2 separate regions of the Bombyx mori genome follow, and region 2 is linked to region 1. The links are chromatin contacts, called in public Hi-C maps. All regions are on one chromosome and are shown on one strand. Each heading gives the region's core, a stretch centred on a gene start, on an enhancer-like site or on the middle of the called end of the contact. The rest is flanking DNA. Distances are from core to core; before and after follow the strand shown. Region 1 holds the start of LOC101742251 (cytochrome c oxidase assembly factor 5). Region 2 holds the start of LOC101746187 (KAT8 regulatory NSL complex subunit 1-like protein).

Region 1 (7,603 bases), core at 1,491-3,990:
ACAGAATGTCTAAATTCAACTATAGTATTTATCATTGCGTTTGATAAAACAGTGTCCTCACTCTCTTGAAGTTTCAATCCAAATTTTGTAAGAATATCAACTATGTATTCAACTATCAATGTCACTGGGACAGGACAATATTCACACGGATCTGATTTTATAATTTTGTTTGTGTCCGAAAGTAATGTTAACAAATTATTTATGCAAGTTGCTGTATCAAAATCTACTTTCAAAGCTTCAAAATTGGCCTCCTCTGTTTTCTGTAGGTTTTTTAATATGTGATCTGAGTAAACGGCACTAACCGATGTTGCATTGTTATTTATATAAATAGTAGCATCTGTTATGAAAAACTTAAATTTATTTAAAACACTTTCAGCGGTTTCCATAAGCTGATTACTGAATTCCATTGAATACCTGTAGTTTGTTAACAAACAGGCCATTCTGAATGTATCTGCATTATATGATTTCAATAAGTCAGGTATTGAAATAGTGTTTTGTAGTGATTTGGACATTTTGGTATCACCAATAACATTTAAATGACCAACATGAATCCAATAGTTAGCCCACTGTCGTATATTGTGGTATGCACATGATTGTGCCTCTTCATTCTCATGATGAGGAAATTGTAGATCTACTCCTCCAGCATGGATGTCTAATTGTGATCCAAATACTTTGCTGACCATTGCAGAACATTCTATATGCCAGCCAGGTCTGCCTTTACCCCAGGGGGTATCCCAATAGGGTTCCTCGGGCTTGTGACTTTTCCAAAGAGCAAAGTCCATTTTATTTCTTTTTTCATCATCTGATGGTTCACCACTGTCTTGCATTTTTTGTAATTTGCCATAGTTTGAGAATTTATCGGTATCAAAATATACTGAACCGTTTTTACTTACATAAGCCATGTCGTTATCAATAAGCCTCTGTACGAATTTCTCAATACTATTAATGTGTTCCGATACCCTCGTTATGATGAGTGGCTTTGCTACATTCAATGATGCCATATCAAGCCAGAATTCATGCTCATATTGTTTAGCAATATTTGTGAAGTGTGTTTTACTTTCGAGGCCTTTCTTAATGATTTTGTCGTCTATATCCGTAATACCCATAGCGGAGACGATTTTTATATTGAAGAACGATTTGAGAATTCTCTGTATGATATCGAGTTTCACATAGCAGCTGGCGTGACCTATGTGAGCAGATTCGTATACCGTGGGGCCACAAGAATACCAGGTAGCGATGTGAGGATCATTTAATATAATTGGCACCCGTTGGTTCGCAATACAATTATAAACGTAAATACCTGTAGGGTTTCCATTCGGCATAAGCCATTTTGTATCTTTATAAGGTTTTAAGCTACACACGTGAGATAATGAGCGGACAAAAGTTAAATTAAAAACCTTCATTTTTATTAATGATACATTTCAGGCAGTTCGAACTTGCTGATACTAAATGTTGTTTCAAATAAATTGTAAATAATATTTGATTGATAACAACATTTTTTGGTTGATTGGTTTATTAGATTGGCAAAGGGAGAAGTGCCCAATTCGTTAAAAGTAAGTGTCTGAGAAAAGACCTAATCCTAGAGCTAGACCATAGGTGTGAGACGAGATGATTTTTTTTTGCTTAGATGGCTGGATGAGCTCACTGTCCACCTGGTGTTAAGTGGTTAAGTGGAACCCACAGACATTTACAACGTAAATGTGCCACCCACCTTGAGATGTAAGTTCTACGGTCTCAGTATAGTTACAACGGCTGCCCCACCCTTCAAGCCGAAACGCATTACTGGCCGTTTTCCAATTACAGCACAAGAGCGCATTATCCATTACTTAATGGTAGTTTTCCAATTACAGAGCATAATGCGACTCAGTGACGCACAATGCCGAATTATGCTGAAGTTTAGTTGAGCATTATGCCGCATAATGCGCTCTTGTGCTGTAATTGGAAAACGGCCACTGCTTCATGGCAGAAATAGGCGGGGTGGTGATACCTAACTGTGCGGACTCACAAGAGGTCCTACCACCAGTAATTACGCAAATTTTAATTTTGCGGGTTTGATATTTTTTATATACACGATGTTATTCCTTCACCGTGGATGTCGATCGTGAACAATTGTTAAGTACGTATTTCATTTGGTACCCGGTTGCGGCATTCGAACACTGGTGCACCGGACGTCTTATCCTTTAGGCCACGACGATTTTGACGAAATCAAGTAGCCTCTTAGTAAAACGGTGGAAGGTTACTGAAATGAAGTTAATGAATTCAATGGACTTCTTGCGAGAACAAAAGAAGCCATAATATCTAGTGTTATTGTTTCATTTTCCGACAGTGAAATGCAAATATTTTATGGTTCAGCGGAACATATATTATCGAAACATAATGAATAATATGATCAGACTTCAAATATTTAGTAGCGTTACTTTTACCAGTGCGTTGTCGTTAATAAAAGATAGATAGTTACAATGAAAACTACTTTATGGTTTAATCTCGCGTTTTTATTGTCAGCATTTTATTTAAGCAGTTTCGAATACTTAATAATTGTTTTGGTCACGGACTAAGATGTAAAAATAGTTTTAATTATGTCTACGACGAGCGAAAGCCGAGGGAAACCCAGTAGAGATAGTCATAAAAAATATCATTGCCATAGTATACGCACAGGCGTTTTAAGGCTCACTTCTATCAAACACAACATGAAGATTTGGCTTAAAAGAACAGATTCCAGGCCGCTCAAAAAATTCGAAAAAAAGTCCGTGAAGTTTATTGGTATTGGATTTATTAGTCGTAACTCGTAATCATAGAAATTGTAAATTAATACATTGCGGTTTTAATTTACGAGTTTGTTTACTATTGATAAATAATGGTTAGTTTTGCTCCTGATGAGATAGGCTTAGTAGATCAGTCGCCATGTGCCGGTATACGTGCAGATTTAAAGTCATGTTTATTAAAAAGTGATTGTTGCAAAAAGGTTAGTTTTAGTGTATCATAAAAACGGCATATATTTTTATTAGATACACTGAAATATTTATATATTTAATGATTCAGTTAAATTTTTTTAATCCATTCAACACATCAAAAATGTCAAGCCTAAGGTATTTATTACATTTATAGGATTAATTTTTAAAATCACTGCCTATGTTGTTCCTTAAAATATTTATAATGGATAAATTTCATTTCAGGACAAAAAGACACCAAGGGAATGTTTAAAAGATGGCTTAGTGCCTGAAGAATGCTTACAATTGAGACAAAGCTTCTTTGAGTGTAAACGATCTTTAGTAAGTACTAAATATAAGAATATTTGGCTTTGAAATGATGTAAAAATAACCTGAGTATACAGACAAAATAGCATAATATGACTTAAAAAAAAGTAAATAAAAATTAAGTTAAATGCGATGGATAAGTAAATTTAAATATATATTTGTATATTTTCAGCTAGACAATAGAAGAAGGTTTCGAGGTCATAAAGGATATTAAAATATATTATTTTAAACAATTTTATTAAGTGTTTAGTTCATGAAATTACCTATTGAAGATTTAAATACAAAATAATGCAGAGTAATAGGTACTTAAAACTGGTCTTTTTTTAGTTGTAAGTCATTCCCTTCAATGCAGTTTACTATATAATATTTTCAATTCTTTATAGTTTAGTTAAATGTGTATTAGTCATGTAATATTCCATAAAACTCAAATCAGGATTTTCTGGGCTAGAGATATTTAAGGGTCAAAGAAAAACTATAATTAACTACTAGGCCATAAAAATAAAAAGTTAACAGTATTTGAGGCAAAATAAAATTCCAGGGTATTTTCATACATTTCTACTGAATTGTTTCACTTGTAAACTGAACCAATAAATTTTATGACTGTAATTTACTTAACTGTGACATGGTTTTATAATAAGTTCTAATGGTAAGACAATACCTGCCTGATCTGTACTATGCCTCCAGGTATAATAAGCATTATTATAGATTTTAAAAGCATTAAAGTAGTTCCTCAATTAGGAGTTTAAAATCAGTATATAGTTTATTGTTTCTACCCAGGACTCAGAAAGTAATAAATTCTTAGTTTAACCTTTTTTGTGCTATGTATCTAACCCATGTTAAACCTTTATCTTTATGTATGTACATTATGTAATACTTTTTACAATTTAAAGGTAGAAAATTTATTCCATTTAATGTGAACATAACCTGTTTTAACCTGCAAGTATTAATTAAACTATACCTTTAACTTCAAAGTTAAATTGTTCAATATGTCATTATGTATAAAGAAATTCTAAATTATATAATTATAATACATGAATATATAATTCTGTTAGAAAAGTACTGTAGTAGACTAACTATTGGATTATTGAAATTGTTTTGTGGAGAGAAATCGTAGTTTGCCTATAAACAGTATTTTTTTTAAAGCAAGAAATTCTAAAACTAAGTCTTCAATAGTAAAATCGTGACAGTAGTAATGTGTATTAACAAAAATACGATGTTGAAAAGTATGTACTAGGTACATTGTTAAATATATCGTTACGAAAACTTTTTGGATTTTATTGCCACTGTTTAATTCACTTTAAAAATGAGTAAATAATGCAACAGTCAATTATTTGTTTATATCATTAGTAATAATTTTATACATATAATTTGGAAGTATACATTTGGATTGATGGTTGTATCTAACCGGCTGATCCATAGAATACACATACTATTGAAGGGCTACCCACGCTGGTGCTGACCCGAGGGAGTATTCTGTGGGATAACCCATACAAACCGGCGCCATCTAGGTGGGCTTCGGATAGTCTGCCGACCGGGAGGACTGGTGGTCGTGGCGCCAACGACCGACGGTCCGGCGTCCCGAGGGGGAGGATGATGGGAGAGTTGTGCTCCGCACTAAACACTTCACTTTCCCCCCTTTGCCTTTTCATGAGTTCTGTCTCATGCGAGGCTCGGAGGTGGGTTGTTGAGCGATAGGAGGTTTTTAGTCGGTTCGAATCCGACATGTTCCGCCCGCCACCCCCAGTGGAGGGCGAAAGTCCGGCGATTTCCTCCTGACCCAGAAAAAATATCCACATGCCTTTTCTCCGTATATTATGAGTAACTTTCATGTACAGTGTGCTTAGTGCGAGTTTCTTAACGTTCTCGATAGCGTAAAAGTTAACCCAATTTTGTATGCAGTTGGAACAGCGCCCCTAGCGGCAAACGTACGCAAACGATCCCATTCCATACAAATATGAGCTAACTTTTACGCTATCGAGAACGTTAAAAAACTCGCACTAAGCGCACAGGCTAGGACAAAGCATAGACATTTCTGCATGCATTACATTGCGGACGCGCGAAATATCAAATTGCAAAACCTTATATGCATTTAGACTTTAGGAGCACTCTCTTTATACTCACTTATGTATAATTTATGTGTTATGTACCTATTACTAAAAATTATCAATCTTATCTACTAATTTTTTGAAAACCAAAAAGAGAAGATCTTTGCAACGAGCCGGTGAAATTGCTTGGTATATCCACGGTCTCAGTGTTGTTTGGAACTTTTATAAATCGGAATATTTATAATATTTTTATAATCGGCTTATCTTGTAAATATTCTTATCGCAATTTAGAATGCCAGATTTATTTTATCTACCGCTACAGATGAATCGATAAGCATCCTAAGATCACAAATTAATTTTATTTTATATGTTTTTAAATATAGACTATCTTAGTCTTGAATTACTTAGCGTCCCTGATTGCTTAGTAGATCGCCATAGGTTCGATTTCCACGATAATATTATCGTGTGTATCAAGTTTGTATGCTCTTTATCTGGATGTTTAATATATATTTATGTATATATTTAAATGTATATAAGTATTTACTCAGTATATTTCTGATCTATTCGGTTTGTTCATTACACCCCAAAATGATTTTAATACGGTGTTGTTTTCTCCCGAAACGGCACTGAAAACGATGAAACAATTAGGTGTGTAGGAAGTGGATAGGTAAGTACAAAATTAAATGGTATAAAAAGGTTTTTTTAAATTTTTATTACAAAAATAATTGAAATTCGATGAAATACGATTCTATATAATCTAAGAGCTTAGCCCACAAACAAACTTAGCTTCGAAAGCTGAACAAAAGAATGTCTACATATTATTCAATCCTGAAACATCACAAAAATTATCCACCTATGCATTCATCTATCTATGCACTCGCAAATTGACAAAAATATTTTAATTGCTTATATTACGTAATATTAATAGTAAGTACCGCTGTGATTATAAAAAATCTTACTTTGAAAAATACTTATTAGAAAATATTAAATGTGCGAACTTTTATTATGTCATTTTCGGTTTAACATTCGATGAGGCATTTTATAAATGAAAATATGGCATTACAGGTATTAATACAGAACAAGCATGGCTTGGGTTTTTGAATGACAAGGAAGAGAAAATAATTGAATCGTTTGGATTACCCAACTAATATTACAGTGAATTCAACCTTAATTTTGACAGAATAGATTACATTTGGGCTTAACGGGCGGTTTTTTCCCGCATTCCTTAAATTTTGTGTAGGTCCTCACTTTCTATAAAAGAATAAACTATTCTAACTACTTCAAGCCAATTTGAAGCCAATTTTTTTTAATAACTCTTAAGATTAGTATTAATTGTAATGTTTACGTATTATAGAGAAGAAATTACTTTAATCTATTGGTCTTAATTTTTTGCGTTTCTGAGTCGAAATTTTAAACTATTGTGTATGAAATGTACAAATATATAATAATTTTTAAATAAATAATGAGCGTAAAGCTTTCTATAAAAGTCATAAGCGAATTTCACAATGAACCGTTTTACTATTCACTAGTTTTTTTTAAATATTATTTGGCAAAATTGAACGCGTTGAATGATATTTAGACTGTTTGGAGGGAGCATGAAGAGTGATATTACTTGTTTCTGTCAATTTATGATTATTGTATAGTTAATCGTGTAATGATGGTAGATTGAATTGTTAAGTATTTTGTAAGTGTACAAGGCAGGGTAAATGGTCGAGTAATCGTAGTCAGTAAAAAATATAAAAAGGTGTAATAAATTATAAATGATTGTAATAAATTCAAAATTTATCTATTTTAAACAATACAGGTTGTGTTTTATTACTTAACGTGTTAATTTAGAATGAAAATTTCGATATGTTTAGAGATATGCTAAAAATGAATAAATTAAACTTTTTACAAAGCTATAACTCTATTAAATTCATGGAAGACATAACCGAATTTATATGGTTAGATTTGATTATATCAAAAGTACTTATTGAATTGGTGGTTCTCTAAATTAATCGTTCACATTTTTTGATGCAGATAACAATACTCATAGGTGCTGACAAAGTGGGTACACTGAATTAGAATTTTGTATACATTGAAAAAGAGAACGAATTAATTGAATCATTTTATTGAATTGAAATTGAAATAACCCTTTGCGTTGGGCGTTTGAGAAAAATCAATCATGCTCATGGATTTGACAATGATTTAAACGCGCTTAAATAAATTATTTGTCAAATCCTAAAGTTAAGATGGCGTTTTAACCAGAGATGCGAGGAAAAGGCGGCTAGAAAGCGAGTTTATGTTAAATAAAAATAAAAAAGA
Region 2 (7,603 bases), core at 3,751-6,250, 200 kb after region 1:
GCGTACGCTGCAGAAACGGTTAAAGTTTCGCTAAAATAATGTATGACAGAATTGTTCCCCTTTAAAAGATCTAAAAGAAAGTCCGCGACAGCATACGAGGGCGGCACTGAAAATTTCGGGAATTAACGAAGTGACACAACATTACTATTTAAAAATGTATTTATTGCTTTTCGAAGTATTCTCCGCGAAATTTGACACATTTTTCCATACGATGGAACCAATCATTGAAGCAACCATTCCAATCGGAAGTTGGGATCTCCAAAAAGGCCGTTTTGTAGGCGTCCACAGCTTCTTCAGGTGATGAAAATCTCTGTCCACGCAATTTATTCTTTATTTTAGGGAAAGTATAGAAATCATTAGGGCTTAGGTCGGGGCTATACGGCGGATGCAGCGATAAATTGTGGTTTTGGATGGGGCTTCATCACCAAATGCAGAAATCATCCGGTCAACACACTGTTTTTGTGTTAAGCCACTTCGAAAGTCATAATAAATCATCGCTTTTGAATTTTCTCGAGTCAATTCCATTTTCTGAACGACTAAACAAGTTTGACAAAGCCTCGTGACAAGACCGAGAATCTTTTTTTAAATAAATAAATGGTATTCGATTTTTAAAACCAAGGAGTTTTGAATTAAAAAGATTTTAATATGACAGGAACAGTGGAAATATTCCATTCCCGATACTTTTAGTGCAGCCTAGTATGTCTATATGTTAAGGTTGGCTCACTATAACGTTTTTATGCTAACCAAATTTGTTCTAAAATAAAGCATTATTTGTGAACTATTCCACGCGGACGAAGTCGTGAGCAAAAGCTAGTAATAAATAAATTGATAAGATAATTAAAAAAATTATTAACTAGCAAAATCACGTAAATAGACAATTACAAAAATACTATTTTTACCAATAATCTTTTCTAATATATATTTTTCTACAGAATAAAACAGTAATATAAAATTCAAAAGTATTAATATGTTATATATTTTTTTAATAATTATATAATTTTTTAAACTACTTTAAATAATTACATAATGAGAATGATATCATCCTGAATAATCACACCACTACTTATCGATTTTTTACCAACATTTTAAGTTTAGGTGAGTTCTCAAGTTAACGTTGTTGCCGCGAAATTTTTACTATTACTATTATTAGCATTACTATTACTATCATTTTTCTACAGCTGATAGAAAATTATGAACCTTAAGAAAACTCTGACAATATTCTGTAAAATCTTATCGTTAAAACTAGAACTATCGACGACAGTTTCCACTAGCATCGATACGAGTCATTCTTTTTTATAATTCGTTAGTATCCTGAAAACCGTTAACTACGAAACCTTGGGCTTGATAAAAAAATCATAATAAAAAATGTATACCCGAATAATTATTTTCTTTATACCTCGAATAGAACTTAAAATTAATATTTTTACAATAAGTGACTTCGTTCCTATCTGGTGTCCCACGATACCACACATCTTTTTCTTCTATATTTCTTCCATACATATGGAAGAAAAATAATATATACATATTACCTGTGTTTATAACGAAACTAAAATTATCATCATCTTCTATTAACTCTCGTTGCCCGTATTCATTTTCGAGACGCCTCACGTGGTTGCTCTTCCTCTGCCATTCGTTTTTTGAGATTGAGGCTATGGATTCGAGGGTTAATTTTTCAATTTCGGTTTCTAGTTGGCACACATTTTTGTCTGCTACCCTACGTTTTATTAAATGCTATATACTCTATAGGATTTAAGTCACCAACCTCAACACCTCGGATATAGGACTTTGGTGTTTTTTTTATCAACTCGTAAAACTCTGGTTTAGTGTAGCTTGAGTCAAATTCAATCTGTTGTTGTTGGAGCCATGCTGCATCTCTGCTTTTTTATTATTGATATTTGGGGGCTTTGCGATTTCCTTGCTATGATACGGAACATTGTCCATGACGATTAAGGCATTTTGGGGTAGATTGGGTATAAACCTTTCAATTACCAAAAATAAAACTCACTCAAAATCTAGTGAAAGTGAAGTTAAAAGAGGTCAGTCATTTTATTGTGTCGATTCCAAAGTGTGTTTTAAATTTGAAAACGAAAAATCAGTAAAAGACCGTATTCATAGTTCTGATTTTGCCCATGCAACTTGTATACCTATTTTGCCAAATAGTGATGCATGCACTGATACCTACACATAATACATAATAATACACATGATAAGCAGCGGCGAATTCCACAAAATTATAATTTTGCTGCCCATAATTCAACTCTTTCGCGGTTTAAGGTTACTGATAACAGTGATAACGCCGATCGAGCTCGTGTTGGTCGCCCAGGTTCTTCTCGAGAAAAGAACCACAATATCGCTGCATGCAACACGAAATGCATAACATGTAATAACCGATCGAGCATAGATTATATTCGACGAGTGACGATCGCAAAAATAATAATAGTCCGAGCGAAAACCTTACTCATGTTAACCCTTCAGCCGCCACAACTAAAAATGTTAACTCTTTGGTTGCCGAACGTAAAAATGATAATTTTTTTTCAACAAAAATAATAATTTGGATATGTTTCCTAGCGTCGACGGACATCCTTGCTGCAATACCAATGCAAACTGGCAATGTCAAACATTAACCTGCGCGGTCGCAGAGGATTCAAATTTTGTTCATCAAAGATGTCCGGGCGAAAGTAAGATTTGTATACCATTACTTGAAAATTATTGTGATAAATACGGGATAAACGCGAATTTTCCGAAATATGGGAATAGGCGTGATGTAATGGGATTTGATTGCTTTATGGTTGCGGCGGAGATGGCGATCTTACGGGACCCCCTATTAGTCATGATGTACGGCCGATTTTTAACATAAATATACTGGGTTTTGACGGCACCGCTTTAGTGGACACAGCTGCAAAACACTGCATCGCGGCCATACACTATACGCTCTCCTCCCGCAGAACAACCACCCTTTTAGCGTTTCCTCTCAACGAGTCAAACTTGCCGACGGTGTGGTGCGCATTATGGACGTTTTTACCACCACACTCGATGTTGGTAAGCCTAAAGACGATAATTATTTAAAGTATTAAAAAGAAAGATATGTAAATATTTTTGTTGCTGTCCATACTTTTTTATCGAACTTTGACAAATCAAGATCATTGACGCGCACATTTCTTATTTTAAACTCAGTTTAAAATATAGGCGCGAGAAACTCCTAGGATTAATTACATAATATTATAATTAAATATCAAATTTTCATTGAGATATTATAACTTAAGCTTTTTTTGCCTATCTACTGTCAGTAGCCTCGAGGAGCTGGTCTAGTTTCACCGGGTGTGCAGGCGAGCTCATGGGGCTCAGCCTGAAAGACTCCGTGAAACGTCCGCTGCATTCGTATGTAGCGATGCAATGGTGTTCGAATCCCGCATACAAATACCAGTTTTTCTAATGAATACGTATCTAATAAATGCTCACGATTGACTTTCATTGTGAATGAACCCTCAGACACAGCCCACTGAGTTTCTCGCCGGATCTTCTCAGTGGGTCGCGTTTCGATCCAGTGGTAGATTCTGCGAAGCACGGCTCTTGTTAAGGTTTGTGTTAGCAACGTCGTCAGATTTGAGCCCTGTAAGCTCACTTACTAGTTAAGGGCCGTTTTCCAATTACAGCACAAGAGCGCATTATGCGGCATAATCCTCAACTAAGCTTTAGCATAATTCGGCATTGTGCGTCACTGAGTCGCATTATGCTCTGTAATTGGAAAACTACCAAGGCTATACTGATAGGTAGGGAAAAAAAGTGAGTGAATAATATAATTACCTATACTTTGATAAATAATATAATTACCAATTAAAATTATAATGTGCGACATTTGACATTCTAAAATGTTTTAAAAAATAAAACTCCTCAAGCCACTAAACATTATACGGTTTAAACCAAAAAAAAAAAACGCCGTAGGATACATAGTTCAAGGTATTTAATGCGAGTTTTTTAACGTTCTCGATAGCGTAAAAGTGGCTCATATTTGTATGAAATAGGATCGTTTGCGTAGGTAGGTACGTTTACCGTTAGGGGCGCTGTTCCAACTGCATACAAAAATTGGCTTAACTTTTACGCTATCGAGAAAGTTAAGAAACTCGCAATAAGCACTAGAGGTACCTCTACCCTCAATACTATATTGATAACATAAAGCTACTTTCTAATTTTACATCATTAATAACTTTTAAATGTTTTGAAAAATGTATTGTCTATTTTTGTTTGTAATTTCAAAATATCTTTATACCTAAACACAATCTATATTCATTGACATAAATTTGACACAATTCTGACAGTGCGGTGCTCATTAGTGTTGTAGCTTGCTCCAAATCACTGTATCAGGTACACATATTGTCTGGCCGCTAAAAGTATGCGTCTTTCACTTTGAAACAGCATTGAATATGCGAATAAAAATACCTTTAATTGCTTATTTACCCCAATAACGAATACTTATCCATAAAAATACAAAATTCTATCAACTTAAAACAAATTTTATCATTTTACGATGAATTGAAGTTGGAACATTCTCTTGGCGGCAGTAGATTTAGTATTTATTATAAAAAATAAAGTAGTGTGATTCAGTCTAAAATAAAGAGCAAAACAGATATTGTAACCTGTAATTGTTGTCCATAAATGAGAAATGACACTTATTTTACAGAAAGCATGTCATTGATTAGTTAAATTCGTTTTTCAATAGTAAATTTACAAACTCGTAGAAATCACCTACGTTATTTTTATTAGAAAAAATATTTTATTTTTTATTGAAGGAAACGTAAAATCCCATTAAGGTAAAATCATTATAATATAAACTGAAAAACGAAAATTAAGCAATGTTAGTTAAGCTATTGCAGGCGAGGAAAAGCTAATAAATAAAGAATATTTGTCTAGATTTTTAAACGAAATAAAAGTAACTAGTCATGTTACGGTTTCAGATTAAAAAACGTAGGTATTTTAATTACAAAGTCTTTTAGCTGTACAATGAAAATAATCACGGAACAGGTAAATATTAGGCAATACTAGAACTCAATTTTTACTTATTACGAATCATTGTGTATTTATTTGTACATCTCGAATAGGTAGATTTTCCTTCTCGTTCTTGTTACCTACATTCTGAAAAGTTTGTAAAAGCAGAAAATTTTTGAGCTAAATTTTTAAAGGTATTGTAAAAAAATAACTTGATTTTCATACTTTTATTTTTCTCCCATTCATTTTCTTATTGTTAACTTGTAATTAAAATTTCCAACTTTTTAAGTTAATTTCCTTTTTTATGTATACCAACTATACCTACCTTTACTTTCGTACGTACATGTGGAACACCTAATTTAAGATTTATTCTCGTATTGTTAATTAGCTGCCTAAAAAGTAGCTCAAAATTTGACTCACACAGCACTATATTAAAAAATTATCTTCATTTTGCTACTTGAAAAATGAGGTAAAAATCCATTAAGTAGATAATTATTATACAAGAAAATTCTTGAAAATACATTTTTAAAATTTGTTGAATTGACCTCAACATTAAGTTATGCTAAAATAATCTTCAGAACTATTATCGTATCTATTAAGACCTACATTTCGCAAGTTAATTACCAACATTTGTGAGGAATTAAATTGCAAAATACTTGCATTTCATGAATCCTGAAATTATTAAAATGTTTTAGTATTTAGTACCTATCAGCGTATTGTTTCATTGGGCCACTAAAATGAAAATCATCAGGTAAAATTTGAGAGCTTTGAAGAACAAAATGTTTAGGACAGTAAAATAAAAGTTTTTTTTTTATGAAAACTGAAAAAATATATGAAAAAAATACTTAATCACATTTTTTTGTGTGATACATTACATAAATTGTTGGTACCCAAAACTGATTTTAAACTAGAAAGAAAATAATATACTTATTTCATTCTAAAACTGACCGAAGTACGATCAAATAAAACCTTTTTATTCCAAAATTAATCAGCGTCTTAATATGAAGTTTAAAATGTCAAGCAAAAGTACCTACTTGTATTGTAAAGATCACATGTTTATGTTCAATGCCTAGAAGCTTAAATAAACAACATCTAGTAATTAGTGTTGGCTCTAGTTCAATTTTATTTATTTTAGCTCAATATGAAAAATTCACTGGAGCGATACTTCAAGTCTTGTGAAAGAACTCAGTTCAGCTTAATATTACAAATGAAGGTAAGACAATTTTCTAATTAAGTAAATTGCTATTTCAACATAACCATCAGTATTATTTTACATTATTAAACATGAAATATCAATATTAGTTATAGATAGCAAAAAATAATAAAAATATACAATCAAATTATTCTTAAAATAAAAGTAGTTTTTATATATTGTCTGGAAAGCCAACTACTTATTTAATTATGTTTAGGAATAATATTGTTATTTGAAACTTGGATTTTGCATAAACCATAGAAATTAATGTTTTTACAGAAGTTCATAATTTTTTCTTTGATGACATACAAGTAATAGAGTCAATATTAAACAGGTTTATTATAGATTTATTAAAAACGAATTGTAATTACAATATTCTTGGAAGTACCCATTATAGTGTAGGTGTTCCTATTTTAATAATTTAAACTATAAGTTAACCTAAGTGGCTTGGAGAAATTATTTGATTTTTAATGTTTTCAGATTATGTTATTATATAAGACCCTTTTAACAAATTATTCTTCATGTTAGAATGACGCAAGCCTATATAAATGTATTTGTTGAGAATGACGAAATATTATTTCTCATAATGCCTGAAAAACTAAAAGGCTTTTACTCTTTCAATTCCTTACGAGTTCATAGACTGCGGCTGACTGCGCATAATCTGTGAAAATGATTTCTTACATAAATACATAAAGGCTGTATACGCCGTAAGCTTTTGCCTAATTTGGCAACAAAGGTTTCTCTCATTTTCAAACGAAACATTGCTTTATTCCAAGTGAAATAATTTTATTTATTTAAATATGTAGTAATGTATATAGTTTTTCGCGAATTCTATTAAAACTAAAACATGATAATATCGAATGTAGAAACACAACTCGGAAAGCGCATGACAGACAGGCTAATGTCATGCTAGATTTATCGATAGGTTATACAAGGGGGATGGAACAGTAAAATCTAAAACATTTTTCAAGGTTTTCTTACAAGTTGCGACAGTTACGGTGTTTTTTTTTTCACGAGATTGTTTATTTTAAGTAAAAATATGTCAGCAATTAAAAAAACCCAAGTTAAAATTCAATTATAAAACATTTGAAGGTTAGGGAAATCATGCATCACTTGGGTTACAGGAATTGATCCGACAAAATGATAAATTTTGTAATAGCACTAATATGTATGTATGTGTATGTTTAAATTTAAGTAATGATATTTGTATTTAAATTCAAAATACTACCAATACCTACATACAAATACTACCATTAATATGTCGAATCAATTTTAAACTGCCGCGCTCAATCACACCTTTGCTATGTTAGCTATCTCTTTTTCACATGCTGTTTAATGACTTTATATTGCACTCTAGCCGTCTAGTGCGGCAAACGTTTCATTTCGTCACTGGAAATAAGTACCTACATATCAACCTAGTCAGTCAAA

Evidence for each region. Hi-C and Micro-C count contacts between places; a contact is called where the count stands out from the background.
Region 2: a Hi-C map of whole pupa shows a contact between it and region 1, with 2.5 times the contacts expected there. The contact joins the promoter of LOC101746187 here to the promoter of LOC101742251 in region 1. A contact is called at or near these places in 2 of 7 Hi-C or Micro-C datasets (middle silk gland and whole pupa).

Annotation. Positions count from the first base shown.
Region 1 is chr23:2,322,515-2,330,117 of ASM3026992v2, forward strand. LOC101742251 (cytochrome c oxidase assembly factor 5) reads left to right here and starts at 2,741. Exons shown (of 3, transcript XM_004925429.5): 1 at 2,741-2,962; 2 at 3,174-3,269; 3 at 3,427-4,517. The coding sequence starts at 2,855. The coding sequence ends at 3,468. LOC101741861 (probable cysteine--tRNA ligase, mitochondrial) reads right to left here and starts at 1,736. Exons shown (of 1, transcript XM_004925426.5): 1 at 1-1,736. The coding sequence starts at 1,403. It overlaps LOC101745759, which reads right to left. Exons shown (of 4, transcript XM_062675154.1): 4 at 6,726-7,603.
Region 2 is chr23:2,517,891-2,525,493 of ASM3026992v2, forward strand. LOC101746187 (KAT8 regulatory NSL complex subunit 1-like protein) reads left to right here and starts at 5,001. Exons shown (of 12, transcript XM_062675159.1): 1 at 5,001-5,019; 2 at 6,119-6,196. LOC134201063 (a long non-coding RNA gene) reads right to left here and starts at 4,260. Exons shown (of 3, transcript XR_009976224.1): 1 at 3,832-4,260; 2 at 3,460-3,554; 3 at 1,069-1,649.